2 separate regions of the Bombyx mori genome follow, and region 1 is linked to region 2. The links are chromatin contacts, called in public Hi-C maps. All regions are on one chromosome and are shown on one strand. Each heading gives the region's core, a stretch centred on a gene start, on an enhancer-like site or on the middle of the called end of the contact. The rest is flanking DNA. Distances are from core to core; before and after follow the strand shown. Region 1 overlaps LOC101742892 (formin-binding protein 1-like). Region 2 holds the start of LOC101736147 (myotubularin-related protein 2).

Evidence for each region. A called contact is a pair of places that touch in the nucleus more often than the background predicts.
Region 1: a Hi-C map of midgut shows a contact between it and region 2, with 1.8 times the contacts expected there. The contact joins the enhancer-like site here to the promoter of LOC101736147 in region 2. A contact is called at or near these places in 2 of 7 Hi-C or Micro-C datasets (midgut and whole pupa).

What each region holds. Positions count from the first base shown.
Region 1 is chr15:6,531,870-6,534,631 of ASM3026992v2, forward strand. LOC101742892 (formin-binding protein 1-like) reads left to right here. Exons shown (of 14, transcript XM_004928501.4): 12 at 1,195-1,457; 13 at 2,335-2,507. The coding sequence ends at 2,504. Among protein-coding and RNA genes, the nearest start is that of LOC101735884, 8.2 kb to the right of the region's middle. Within about 2 kb of position 1,327, at least 5 of the 8 cell types and tissues checked have open chromatin away from gene starts, as enhancers often do.
Region 2 is chr15:6,469,131-6,472,117 of ASM3026992v2, forward strand. It overlaps LOC101736147 (myotubularin-related protein 2), which reads right to left and starts at 1,581. Exons shown (of 12, transcript XM_038015655.2): 1 at 1,323-1,581; 2 at 821-1,009. The coding sequence starts at 1,448.

The DNA of each region.
Region 1 (2,762 bases), core at 77-2,576, 62 kb after region 2:
GCCTACCCCTTATGGTGAGTAGTTACCGTCGCCCATAGACGTCAGCAGTGCCAGGGCAGAGCTAAACCGCTGCCTACCGTTAAGTACACTCCACAAGCCTCGTGTTGCGTCTCATTTCTGATAGGTATCTTGAGGTGGCCAGGAAAATTAATAAATGCGTTTACTTATTTAACTACTAATTATATTGGTTTTAATTAGTTTACGTAAATAGAATTGACATGCGCGTGCATCTTTTTTCTTCGTGTATAATTTTTAAAATTTTGACAATTGGTGCCACTATGGCGTTTCCTAATTTGTTATTGGTTCGTGCGATATGACGTCATCGTTGCCCAATCACAGCTATCAATGTATGACGCGACGTTGAGTCGTTAACACCTCGTTTGCAGAAGGACATGTCATAGCGCTCGGGAAACACCGTGGAGGGGTAGCCTATTCTAAAGCCCGAAATAAATAAAATATAATCATAATTTATTATCAACCATTTGAGTGCTGAGCTGAGAGTTTCACTTTGCAGAAATTGCTAAAGGATTCTTGAAAAAAAGTACCTGATGAAAACCTTTAATTTTAACATTAAATTTAATGATAATAGATTTGAATTTGTTTCAATCGAATAAGCATAATAATTTGTTTGCATTACCTAATGGAAAAAATAAAAAGTGACGTTTTGTGAGACGTCATTTTTATTTGGACAACACACACTCGACGCATTTACCGACTTTATTTCTAGAGCCCATTGGATTCGCACATTCCATGCGTACTGTATGCACACATTACATCTTGTCACGATAGGCAGTAATATCACGAGAACAGATATTTTAATACATAAGATTTTAAAGATAAAACGTAACCTGTAAAGTCAAACAAAGTTGAGCATGAAATAGCATAATAATGTATGTCATCGTTAGAAAATTGCAGTTTTTACTCTAAAAATATAATGTGTAGCAAAGTCGAGTTGCCATAATTGGACCCCATAGACACAGCCCACTGAGTTTCTCGCCGGATCTTCTCAGTGGGTCGCGTTTCCGATCCGTTGGTAGGTTCTGCGAAGCACTGCTCTTGCTAAGGTCAGTGTTAGCATCACTCCGGTTTGAGCCCCGTGAGCTCACCTACTAGTTACGCTGAAATAGCCTCTCCAGGCTATTAGCTTAGGTAGAGAAAAAATAATAATAATATTTGGACTATCGTTTGTTCCAGTATCGGTTCGAACAGCGAGTCCCTGTCCCGCTCGGCGTCGGAGTCGTCTGTGAGTACGGGCACGGGCACGGGCGGAGGGGCGGGGGTGCGCGCGGCGGGAGGCTCGCCCGAGTCCGGCCTGGGCGGGGAGCTCGCCGCCGCACACACAGACCACGCCAACGGCGAGCACGACCAGGACGACCGCGAGTCCGACCTCGACTACTACTACTGCGAGCCCGACCTGCAACCCGTCGGCTACTGCAAGGCGCTTTATGCCTTCGAAGGTGAGCGTTGCCGTACATACCAATTTATATTTTTTATTAAGAGATTTTATGCCCCGGTAACTAAGACCTTTAGGTCAAGTCTTTATTTTAATCCTGAAAATGATGATATGAAGTGTAATGAAATGAAGTTGATTAATATGAAACATGGCATGAAATGAAATGAGATGAGATGATATGGTATGAAATATAATCTCAGTAAAATGGTGGTCATTTATTGAGAATTTTCTAGTGGATTTTTTTTGAGGATTCCGAGAATTGCCACGTTTGTGCGCTTTCACAGATACCAAAACTGTTAATAAACCACCGTTATTACGCATTTAAACTGAAGGAACACTAAATAGACAAAAAAAAATAAAAAATTGAAACAAAAAATTAAAGAAATTTAAATTCAACTAAAAAATGAAAAATAAATAATAGTTTAATAAAACTAAAAAACACGCTTTATATAAAATTCAACTAAAAATAGATAATAAATTTAAATTGAAAATAGTGTAAAAAATTTTTTTATTGTAAAATAAAAAAACATTTTTTAGTTGAATATCAATTTTTCATTTTTTTTTCAATTTAAAAAATGTATATAATTGAAAAAAAATTATTAATAATATATTTTTTAAGATTTTTTTAAATATTGAATTGTCATTGGTCCTCGATAAATCTACAAAGTCTGAATGAAGTCTGGCCGTTTAAAGTGGGTCAAAATCGCGTATAAAGAAGTCAGTTACAAACACAAAGATACATACAAGTGAAGCTAACATAAAGCGTGTAATAAAACAGATCACACAACTTCACTCCTCACGTTCCGCCATAAAGTCCCCACCATACCAACACTGTTCTATAAGCAAACATAGCGGCGCTCACGCCAGTTTCGGTTGTGCAGGTATCGGCAGCGGGTCCACGATGCGGATGGAGTGCGGCGAGCAGCTGCTGGTGCTGGAGACGGACGCGGGGGACGGCTGGACGCGCGTGCGCCGCAACCGCACCCGCGAGGAGGGGTTCGTGCCCACAACGTACATCGCGACCACGCTCTACTCCGACGCGCAACACTAGCCGGTCAGTTACATACACTCTACTTACATTTTTGTTATCAGTGTTGCCAGCATTCTGAATTCTCTCCCACTAAGACGTACAATCCATTCCACTAAAAAACCACTAACTCGCTCTGGTGGATTTTATTAAAAACACTAGCGACCCGCCCTCGCTTCGCTTCGGGAACATTAAATTTTAGTATTGATAGGCGAAGCCCGCCATGTTGCACGCGGTACGACAATAACTGCGGGTGACGCCGCGGGGTGAAGCTAGTCTAAA
Region 2 (2,987 bases), core at 331-2,830:
TATTTTTGTTTGATTTTGATCAAATATAATGTTTAGATCATGATATTTTTAATTTTGTTCCTTCATTGTTGTTCCTGAGTCTGTATCAGCTTTTGGATAAATTCTCATAATTCAGGTTTTTTTTGTTCAGTTTTGACAAATTTATTATTTGGATCAGAAATTTTACTCTATCATACAGTTAGTTCCTCAACAGGGTCATACTAGCCTGCTATAAATATCTAAGCAGCACACACACTAAAGAAGCCATTTTTTGCAAATTAATGACTTCATTTTGATTTGTATTTGGACTGTGTAGGTATCAGGATTGTGTAGGTATCATATCAATTTCACCAAAAAGCCTTGTACACCAAAATAGCTTATGGATAGTTTTCTCAACCAGGATTGTGTAGGTACCATATCAATTTCACCAAAAAGCAGGTGTACAAGACACCAAAATAGCTTATGAATAGTTGTCTCACATTCCTCACCATTAACACTGGAGAGACATCTGCATCATTAAATAGCCTGTTACCAGTGTGTACAATTTTATTATAGCATACCAAGAGGTCCTTTAATTAAAACAAATGAGGATAAGTTAATTGCACCATTCATTTTTATAAGGCCATCCTTAGTTATTTATAATCTGTGTTGATTAATAAAATGTTGATTTAGGATATAAAGGGTATGAATAATTATAGTTCTAATGCTTTTATAACAGAATCTTTGCAGACCAGTTCCATTGCCTCCATTTCTTATAGAACTATTTCTCATTTAAACAAGCTAGGCTGTAACAGATTACTTTTGTAAAAAATATAAAATATAAATATAAAATAATACTCACAACCCCCAGTGGCACACTCAATGTACCTAGAGTAGCACTAGGATCAGTTGGTCTAAAGTGAAGTTGATAGTTTGTCACTTTCAGGACTCCCCTCGTTGGTCCACTGTATGGGCACAAATAAGTTACATCACGAGCTACACTTGTAACCTTTTCACCATCCAACAGCTGTATATCTCCGAGGACATGGGGCTAGAAAGAAAATTAAATATTTTATTTTCAATTAGGTTTATTAGATATTTCTTTCTTTTCTAATTTTTTTAATACTAGCCTTAAAGAGCTCAGAATGAAACTTTTGACTATGAATTTGATTAACAAACAAGCAGACATGTATAGCTCTAGATTTACTGAAAGCGGTACGACAGTCTCTTTGAGTAGCCATTCTGAGATTACAAACAATTATCGTCAGAAGGTGAACCTAAACTAAAACTGAGTTAAAACTGCAGGAAATAACGGCCTGCAATAAAATTCAATAAGAATAAATTAATCGTTTTAGGAAACTTACGGAGTCCTGTCCGTGTTTAGAATTCAAAGAACTTGATTTAGAATCAGAATCCAATGAATCAGAACTTGCATTCTTGGATAGCGAAAAGTCGGAACTTAATAGTTCTGAACTGTTATGTTTATCCATTATTGAATAACAATATATTTTATTGTCTAGTACCAATTTAAAGAGAAGAATTTTGACAAAATAAAGTTTAAAATATGTCCAAACATTCAATTCCCTATTCAGCGAACTTCATTTTTTTAACGCGTTCCAGTTCCTCCTGTCATTATTTCAATCTTTAGCATTTAATGCCGGATTTACACGCAAGTCCGAAGCCTCAAGCATCTGCAAACAAGCAAAGCTGAAGTTGTTTTTCTTGGGATGAATTTATTGTTGATGACTCGGAAATCTTTCCAGCCTCGCCAGTTTGGATGAGCGAACAAGGGCACGCCAGAAAGCGTAGGGTTTGCTATTTGCCTAAGAGCCTACGAAAAAAATATACCAGCACAAGTTAAATTGCTTCCGATTATCTTAACTGCCGAATCGGAGCAATGACTCGCGGAGAAAATTTGGTGAGAAACTCAGTGGGATGATGCTATGGGTTAAGTAGTAAGTACCCCGTAGAATCCTTCGATGAGTTCAACAAGTTCACTGATCTGTTTTTTGGCGGCAGGAAACAGATAGTGTTAAAAATAGATGCTACGAAGCTCTGCTCTTGCTAGGGCTAGTGTTAGCAACATCCTCAGGTTGGAGCCCAGTGATCTCACCTAATCCCCCGGTCACGCTGACATAGCAGCTTAGTTAGCAGCGGCCACATTAACTTACAGTTATGGTCGAGGCCTAAAGTGTCGTAAATATATTTCACATACCAGGATATTTCAATGAATTACCTACAGGAGCGGTACTGTAGAGCTTTGAGAGCGTCTATGTGAGTAAGGGCCGCATGAACGAACCACATTCACATAGGGCAAATACTGCCATGGACGAAAGAAAGTCTGATCGCAGACTAAGTAGGTTTCGGTGGAGTGCGAATCGTAAGCCTAAACAAAGTTGTGCAAAAACAAAGTGTTTTATTAATTTCCTAATGTCATCAGGCTGTTTGAAGAGGTACAGGAAGTCCTCTGCCACTACTCGTTTTGATAGCCTGTCTAATATTCAAGGTAACCTAGGATCCAAGGTGTTGGACCGGATTATAAACTAAAACTGAGTGATATTCCAACAAAATATATTACTATTTCCGTTACTAAGTAACTAAAAGCTATTTTATTTATTTATTTACTCAATTTAATTTTAATAACAGTTAATAAACACTAAAATCAATATACAGATCAGTATGTTATGTTGGTAATGTGAGAATTGATTTAACATTCTGAGAAACAAATGGTTGCCTCGGAGCTCCACTAAAAAAATTAAAAAATTGCAATACAATGTTGAATTTACCAGAAAGTATCAGTAGAAGCACCTATTTTACTTATATGCAAAGTGAAAATTTAGAGCCAGCAAGAAAATTAAAATCAGAAAATTTTGATTGGGATGCTCAACATCCAAAATCCTTAGTTTCTATTTGCATTACTAAGTTAGCAGAGAGTTGGATTGGTGAGTATAACAATAAGCAAAATGAGATTTATGATTTTTGAAAATTCGAAAAAAACCGAGCACCTTCAATATGTTATATATTGTTAT